Regions from separate parts of the Sus scrofa genome. Here all the other regions are linked to region 1. A link is a contact called in public Hi-C and HiChIP or PLAC-seq data. All regions are on one chromosome and are shown on one strand. The core of a region is the stretch at or near the end of the contact, and the rest is flanking DNA. Distances in the headings are between cores, read along the strand shown.

Region 1 (2,709 bases), core at 81-2,580:
CATCAGCTGATCAACACTGCTGGGTGTAGATAAAAAAAAAATCACAGCCAAATTCCCCTGTAGAGTTTTGCCTCAGAGAAGAAACGCTGCCTATTAGTGGTCCAGAGGACAAGAGGAGCTTGGACCTCCAACCCTAATAGGGATGGAGTAGGATAGTTACTCCGGTAGTTTGTAGAAGTCCCAAAAGGTACCATAGATAGAGAGGGAAACCTAGGGAACTTTGGGAGATCACTGTGAGTTAATAATCACTTAAGAAAGCCATCGGATCGAAGTAGGCTTACCACAAATAAAAGCAGGAGATATGCCTTTCAGGTCATTACCCTTTATGACCAAGTGCAGGAGTTTAAGGACCGCTCTTCCGCTGATTTGAATAAGCACCATGACAGTCCTAGTTTGACCTTTTAGGGTCAAATACCCTCTTACCAGATACCAAAGAGGAGCTACTGCTCAAAGAAAGAAGAAGAGGCAGTCTTTTGCCACCCCCACTTCCCTTGGGTTATAAAACTGTCACCCAGCTACTCCCCAGGGCAGAGCCTCCTTGCCTGTCCACTTGCGCCTCTCACAAGCATCCTATCTTAATAAATCAATCTATTTCTTGCCTATCACTTTGTCTCTCACTGAATTCCTTCTGCACTGAGGCACAAGGAAGCCAAACCTCAGTAAGTGCAGACACTGGGTAAGTGATTCTAAATTAAAAACCATAGGTTCAAGTTCCAATCTGGATTCTGGCTGGGTAAGAATCTCTGCATGTGAGTTCAAGTCCTGGTCTGGGGTTCTGGCTGGGTTTGAGTCATAAGTGTTGTCATTTTCACACCTGTCCCTCCCTCTCCACATATCCAGCCCCTCTAGTTTCCTGTTTCCCCAGAGGGAGCTGGCAAACCACACACACCTGTGGCCACCCTGCCTGAGGGTATTATCAGAGGCAGAATCATCTAAACCACGTGTCTCTCTCAGATCCGGAGAGCCCTTAGCGTCTCAGAAATACCTAAAGTGTCCATTTATTGAGTAGACCGGTCCAAACCTTAACAAGTAAGTATATGGTAAGAACTTAGTAGCTGTTTGAAAGTCATGTACATGAATTTTAAGAGACTTTTTATTTCATTTTTACATAACTGCAACCATTAGTTATTAATGGGGTATGTGGACTTTGGGGGCGCTGCACAGCTTCTCAATCCTCGCAATCAGATTGTATGTAGCCTGCCCCAGGGTGACTTCCACATGGCACTGAAACTCAGCTTTACGAAGACAGGGTCATGGCTTAAAGGGCTGCAGTGTCGTCTGATGTGAAGACAGCATCTCCCAGCGTGTCCAGCAGAGGGCGCGCCTTCCCCAGAACTGAGCATGCGCAGCTAGCGCTTCTCCCTCCCCCGGGCTCCGGACTCCTGGCCCCCTGCCCCTCCGCCTGGGCCAGCAAGAATCAGGTAAAGTATGGAAGAACAGGAGGGTCCTGGGCTGGGACGTTGTCTAACCAGGTAGGAGCCTGCTTCAGGGGTCGTCGCTAGCATAGAGCACAGGCGCCGGGGTCCCTGCTCCCGAGACCCCACCTGTGCGCAGCTTGTTCCCAGGGGCCTGGGATGAGGTAGAAAGATGCCGCCTTAGGGCCAAAAGGGGACCAGTGGCGGGACGCGCTCCAGCCGCACGACTTTCTTAGGCCACCTCCGGGGGCGGACCCTGACAGACCGCGGGAACCGCAGGCAGCCCCTGGGCCACGTGACACAGAACGCTAGACGGAGGCGCTCTGGCAGTGAGCCAGGTGTGGTCCATGGTGCGGCTGCTGCAAGCCTGCACCGGCCCTGGGTCTGTCTCTGCGATCTGCAGTCCTAGGAGCCATCCCCGGGCTGGGGCCCCAGCCTCGAACACAGCTGAGGACAAAGAAGATGCTCTGCAAAGGCGTTTAAAAGAATTCAGAAAGAAGACAAAAAATACACAAGCCGTGTTCAAAGTATTTAGTTTTGAAGTGAGAATATAGGCTATTTTCTTGTGTTTCTGTATCTTTTAGACTTTCTAAATTGCGTAGATATCACCAGGATAAACGTTTTAAAGCAGTGGTTTACTCACAAAGCATTCCTCTCCATCTAGGAGGGCTAAAGTCTGAAAAGGAAGAATGCAAACTCCAGGGGCCTGGACGAGTTAGGTGAATGAGAGGGCAGAGCTGAACAAAAGGCAATAGGGAGAGGTGGGGACTACAGAGAACCATTTGCTCTGAAGGAAGCAGACCCCCTCCAGCTCCAGCTCATCTTTAATCTTAAAATCCTGAGGGCTGGCGGGTTTTACAGATAGGAAAAGGGGAGGGTAGAAGCAGCTGCAAGAAGCTCCCATGAGAGGGCAGGAGGTGCAGGAGAGCGGGGTGCTGGCGCCACCTGCCGTCTCCGTGGTTGCACCTTCCAATGAGCAGCACCCTGACCCACCAGCGAGTGACTGAGGAGTACTTCCACTCGCCACCGCCCGCCTCCTTTCATCTGCTCAGCAAAGCGAGTTGTCTGACCTCTCAAAGACTTTGTAAGAGGGGCGAGGGGGGCAGTGAAAACTCCTAGGAGGTGGCCTTGGGGCAGGGAAAGATTTCTTAAGGCAAAAAAGAACATAAACAAAAAAAAAATGCGCTTTTAAACTTGTTACAATAAAATTAAGATGTTCTGGTCTTTAAAAGACACTGAAGAAAATGAAAATCAAGCAACAACTGGAAAAAAGAAAACAAAGATATTTAGAATA
Region 2 (2,709 bases), core at 56-2,555, 340 kb before region 1:
TGTGAGCCTTCAGATGATTTCAGCCCCAGCCGTGGTGGAACAGAGCCCCACCCCCCATCCCATGTCCTATCTGGACTCCTGACCCACAGAATCATGAGCATAAATTGATGGGAAGTGTACACCACTGAGTTAAGGGGGCTTGTGACACAGCACAGGTATCCATCTCAGGTGCAGAGGTGGGAAAGATGTCATTCACGCAGGCCTGGAAGGACAGCAACTGAGGGGGGACAAAGGGGCTAGAGGGGCCTGAGAGGGCAGCAGAAGGGGACTCCCACCAGAACACACATGCCCCATTTTCCCAAGATGGAGGGCTGGGAGAAGAAAGGAGGAGGCACTGGGAGGGCAGCAGGGTCCAAGGCCAGCCCCTCCTGTGCTCTCCAGGGCAGGCTCGGGGACCAGAGCCCAGCCAGCCTGTGTAGCCACTGACCCATCTTTCCAGGGCCAGAGGCTGGGCACACAGGCCCAGGGGACAAGGCACTGCCATACAAGGAGGGAGCCTAGAGGAGACCACTGGAGAGGCCAGGTGGGGAGGTCTGAGGCCTCCAGCTCCCGGGCAGGAACAATTTTTCCTCCCAAGACCTGGAAAGGGCAGCAAGGGCCTCTTAGACCAGACCAGGACCTTTAGGGAGGGCGCTTTGGAGGAGGCAAACCAGGGCTTCTCCTGCGGGGATAGCCCTGGCCCCTCTGAATCTAAGCATTTACCAGTAAAGGTGGTGGCACCACCTTGGCGGTTAGAAAAGGCACTTATGCTAATTCATGCTTGCAGAGACTGGCTGGCACACCCCGAATGCCTGTTGCCTCCCCTTCCTGAGAACCAGAGAAGTCAGAGAAAGGAGGAGAAATCAGCAGCCCAGGAGGTCCTGCCTGAGGTGCAGGAAGCCTCCAGGACCTCAGGGCAGGCGACCAGCTGGGAAGGCACATGTTTACTCAGCATTATCCCTGAGGGCCGCTGGGGAGAGCTCGGTCTCCAGCAGTCCCTCCCTCTCCTAAGAGAACAGCCGAGTGTGTGGTCGGCCAGGCTGCATATTCCTATCAAGAGGCACATTTCCACATGCTCATCCTCAGCCTTCCTGTTGCAGAGGCACCACACATCCCTGCACCCTCTTCACACACCTCAGAGCCCTGGGTACTGTTTCTGGAAGGGTTCTGCAGGGGGCCTCCTACCCCCGAACTGCCCAGTGGCTCCCAGTGCTGTCATCCTGTACCCATGACTTTTTACCAGATGACTTATTCCATCACCCCACAACTTGCAGAGTTCATTTTGACGTAATTGTTTTCACATCCCCGGCTGCATGCCTGTGGAAAATGCAGAAGCTTGCAATCAGGAATGAGTCAGAGCTCCAGTTCCTGGGCACAGAGCAAAGGGCCCACACAAGCCAACTGGAAAAAAAGGAAGGAAGGAAAGAAAAGGCACCACAGAAAGCAGAAGGTCCAGTGCAGTGTGAAGGAACATATTCAGAGATTCCTACACTTGGGGTCGGAACCTGTGAGGGAGGGGCATTATTCTGCCTGCATTCAGTCACCAGCTGAAAGTAACTGAGTGAACAGAAGGGGATCCCAGGGGCTGGTGCCACAGCAGCTCAGGTCTCCCTAATGCCGAAGTCTACAAAAGGCTGACTTGACCCTGTCGAGCTCTTCTGAAGATGGGAAGCCCGGTGATGTTCACTCCACCTGCCCCGTGGCCAGCCATGGAATGTGTGCCTCTCCTGTGGTCCCCTGCTAGGCCATTGGCTACCACTTACCTGTGGAACCTAAAATATGGCGTAAGCAAAGCTATCTACAAAACAGAAATGGACATAGAGAACAGACTTGGGGTTGCCAAGGGGGAGAGGGAGGCAGGGGGATGGACTGGGAGTTTGGGTTAGTAGATGCAAAATATTACATTTAGAATGGATAGGCAATGAGGTCCTACTGGAGAGCACAGGGAACTATATCCAATCTCTTGGGATAGACCGTGATGGAAGATAATATAAAAGGAATGTATATATATGTATGACAAGGTTACTTTGCTATACAGCAGAAATTGACACAACACTATAAGTCAACTACACTTTATTAAAAATTAAAAAAATAAAAATAAAGCCTTTTGTGACATTTCAGGAAATTCTACAGTTTTCCCATTCCTAGTCTTCAATAGCTTTGACTGTCTCCTCCCACTAAATTCTTTCTCTTATCTCTGGGATTTCTCATTTCAAAGTCATGTAGCTGTCCATGATTACATGATTAAATACCAAACTTAGCCCCTTCTCTTGATCTAGACACACCCAAAAGGCATATACCATCAAATACATGCATAGGCCCTTCTGGGCAGCAGGGTTTTGGATCATCTGGGAAGACAGGTGGCCCCCTGTGACGGCATAGAAGCCCTTGCCACAGCGCAGTACATGTTCCTGGGCTGAAAAGTCTTTCAACCAGGCCATCCCAGGATGACTCTTCCCTCCAGTCTCCCTCAAGTCCCCACTCCTCAAAGCCAGTCCTTACCTTGGCTTAGGCAAAGCACCTCCACTCTGCATTCCACTCCTTCCCCAACCATCCCCCCAAAGGACTCGCTCAGGGCACCTGAAGCCCCTTCCTCCTCCCAGTTCTGCCTCCAGCATGGGGGTGGGGTGTCAGACAGTTAGGGTGCCTCTGGGTACTAGAAACAAAACAGTGACCACCATGGTTTTAAATGTGTGTTGTGTTTTTTGGCAAGAAGTCTGCAACTGAGTG
Region 3 (2,709 bases), core at 114-2,613, 260 kb before region 1:
ATGATCACAGAACATTGAGTAAAGCTCTTGATGAGGGCTCTTTTCCTGATTGGGTCCTGGCCTTGTTTGGTGAATACATGCAGAGAGAGAAAGAGGAAGGAAAGAAGGAAGGAGGGAAGGAAGGAGGAAAGAAGGCAGGCAGGCAAGAAAGAAAGAAAGAAAGAAAGAAAGAAAGAAAGAAAGAAAGAAAGAAAGAAAGAAAGAAAGAAAGAAAGAAAGAGAAAGAAGGAAGGAAGGAAGGAAGGAAAGAGAGAGAGAGAAAGAAAAGGAAAGGAAAGGAAAGAAAGAAAAAAGATTACTGTCTCTTCCCTCTTCTAGAATGTCACTAATCTTGCTACAACCACCCCTAAGACTCAATCCCTGGCCCAGGAACTTCCATATGCCTGGGTGTGGCCACTAAAATGTGTGTGTGTGTGTGTGTGTGTGTGTGGGTGTGGGTGTGTGTCTGTGTGTGTGTGGGTGTGGGTGTGTGTCTGTGTGTGTGTGTGTGTGGGTGGGTGGGTGGGTGTGGTGAAATGGCACTAATCCTATCATGGGGAGCTCCACCCTCACAACCTAATTATCTCCCAAAGGCCCTGCCTGCAAACACCATCATCCTGGGAATTAAGGGCTTCAACATGTGAATCTGGAGCAGATACAAACATTTAATCTGCACAATGTTTTTAAAAAAGGGCAAGGTTTAAAAAAAAAAAAAGATTATCACTCAGTGTCAAAGGTACTGGGATTTGGATGTGCTTTAAAGTAGAGCCAATGGGTAAAACAAGTGTGAAAGCAGGAGAGAGCAGGGGTGGCCTGAACATTGGAGGGCTTCCCTGGGAACACTGAGGGAGGGGCGGGTCTGGCCCAGGTGGGATCAAAAATTTGGTTTTCAGGAGTTCCTGTTGTGGCTCAGCAGGTTAAGAACCCCACCTAGTGTCCATGAGGATTCAGGTTCAATCCCTGGCTTCCTTCAGTGGATTAACCAGTATTGCTGAAAGCTATGGTGTAGGTTGAAAATCTGGCTGGGATCTGGCATTGCTGTGGCTGTGGTGTAGGCTGGCAGCTGCAGCTCTGATTCTATCCCTGGATCAGGAACTTCTGTATGCCACAAGTGCAGCCCTTAAAAAAAAAAAAATGAATTTGGTTTTCAGACATGTTCTCTGTTGAAACACCTGATGGACATCCCTGTGGAGGAGGAAGTAATATGGGAAACACCAGTACTTCCATGGAATTGAAAACCAGGAGACTGGAGGGTATGGCCTCAGGCAAATAACAAAATCACAGTATACTCTTTAAGTCAGTCATGGACTCGCTTCAGAGAAGCAGAGCCCTGACCTAGTCTGAGGGCACAGCAGGTGACCTTGGGAAGCTGAGGCCAGGTGAGCCAGCCAAAGGAAGGCCTGGAGCAGGGTACAACACAGGACTTGCAAGGATCAGCAAAAGGCTGGTGGTGTGTGGATTCAGAGAGTCAGGGCACCGTTGTGAGAAAACACACCTCAGACCTGGGATTTTTATCAGCAGAGCTACAGGCAAAGATTGAAGAGTTCTAAGTAGCAAAGTGACATGATCCGAGGTGAGTTTTTAAAGGCTTGAATAAGCTGCTTTGTGGAGAATGGATTAGAGCAGCAAAGTAATCCATCCAGGTGAGAAATTACATGTTTGGACTAGAGGGATATCTGGAGAGATGGGAAAAGTGGTTAAGTCTGAGAACCGTGAAGCAGGCGATACAGGAGGTGATGGAGTATATAGAAAGAGAGGGAACAGGTTAAGGATTCCTGGGTTTGGGGTGGAGGATCATGCATGCCCTGAGCCTGGGGGAAGATAAAGGTGTCAGATTCAGGGAAAAGTCCAGCTCAGTTAAAGCACATTCAGCACCAGCACCAGAGACCCCATGTATCATAATGTCTGGTTTGGAGCTTAGGAGAGCAGGTTGGGCGAGAGGGAGAGCTGGCTCTGGACGCAATGCTGACTGGATGGCAGGTGAAGTTATGTGGGTGGATGTTGTCTCCCAAAGGAGTTACCCCTGAGTCAGGAAGGCTGAGAGCCTGGGAAACAGATGCCAGTGCTTAGGGGCCAATGGAAAAAGGGGAGTCAGGAAGGAGAGAGAAGAAAAGGAAAGCTGGGAGTATCCCAGCCAAAGAGGGGAGGGGATGCCTCAGGAAGGAAGGAGCAAGTGTTCTATGAGACCTGGTAAGATGCAAGGACCAATGAGCTGGACTAATGGCCATGGCCATTCCTGATGACCCCAGGGAGCAACACGTAGCAGAGGGCTGGGAGAACCAGAAGTGAGTGGGCTAAGGAATGAAGGGAAGGAAAGCAAACCAGCAAAAGTAGACAGCTCTATTAAGAAACCTATTGCTGGACTCTTTAGTAGACAGTAACCATGGCGAAAAACACCCTACCCTGGGCAATCAGTGTGCAACACAGTGGTGGGGGTGCTCCATACATGTGCTCCCTTTAACCCCACAATGAACCTAAGAAACAGTGACAAGTGTTCCCGGACCACAGCCAGGAGACTGAGGCATGACCAATGGCAAGGTTAAAGCCTCACAGTCTTTAGGAATATAGGGAGGGTGGTGTCTGAATTTGAACCCTGTGCTGAGATTAAGGCTGTGTGACTGTCCTGAGCTCATAACAAGGAAGGTGGTGGCAATGTGCAAAGGAACAGAGGCTCTGGCCTGAAGCAGGATCCTGGTCTCGGGTCTCTCTGTACCACCATTTCTAAAATGA

What was found. A called contact is a pair of places that touch in the nucleus more often than the background predicts. HiChIP or PLAC-seq counts read pairs in DNA pulled down with a chosen protein or histone mark.
Region 2: an H3K27ac HiChIP or PLAC-seq map of alveolar macrophages shows a contact between it and region 1. The contact joins two enhancer-like sites. A contact is called at or near these places in 1 of 47 Hi-C or Micro-C datasets (embryonic fibroblasts) and 1 of 2 datasets of contacts at active chromatin or transcription factors (alveolar macrophages).
Region 3: a Hi-C map of liver shows a contact between it and region 1, with 2.4 times the contacts expected there. The contact joins two enhancer-like sites. A contact is called at or near these places in 9 of 47 Hi-C or Micro-C datasets (alveolar macrophages, fetal heart ventricle, heart right ventricle and 4 more) and 2 of 2 datasets of contacts at active chromatin or transcription factors (alveolar macrophages and skeletal muscle).

The regions. Positions count from the first base shown.
Region 1 is chr15:59,124,516-59,127,224 of Sscrofa11.1, forward strand. No RefSeq gene overlaps it. Among named protein-coding and RNA genes, the nearest start is that of HS6ST1, 59 kb to the left of the region's middle. Within about 2 kb of position 1,331, at least 52 of the 83 cell types and tissues checked have an H3K27ac peak or open chromatin away from gene starts, as enhancers often do. A contact at or near this core is called in alveolar macrophages and liver, where this site is marked.
Region 2 is chr15:58,781,451-58,784,159 of Sscrofa11.1, forward strand. No RefSeq gene overlaps it. Among named protein-coding and RNA genes, the nearest start is that of HS6ST1, 280 kb to the right of the region's middle. Within about 2 kb of position 1,306, at least 20 of the 83 cell types and tissues checked have an H3K27ac peak or open chromatin away from gene starts, as enhancers often do. A contact at or near this core is called in alveolar macrophages, where this site is marked.
Region 3 is chr15:58,859,583-58,862,291 of Sscrofa11.1, forward strand. No RefSeq gene overlaps it. Among named protein-coding and RNA genes, the nearest start is that of HS6ST1, 210 kb to the right of the region's middle. Within about 2 kb of position 1,364, at least 2 of the 83 cell types and tissues checked have an H3K27ac peak or open chromatin away from gene starts, as enhancers often do. A contact at or near this core is called in liver, where this site is marked.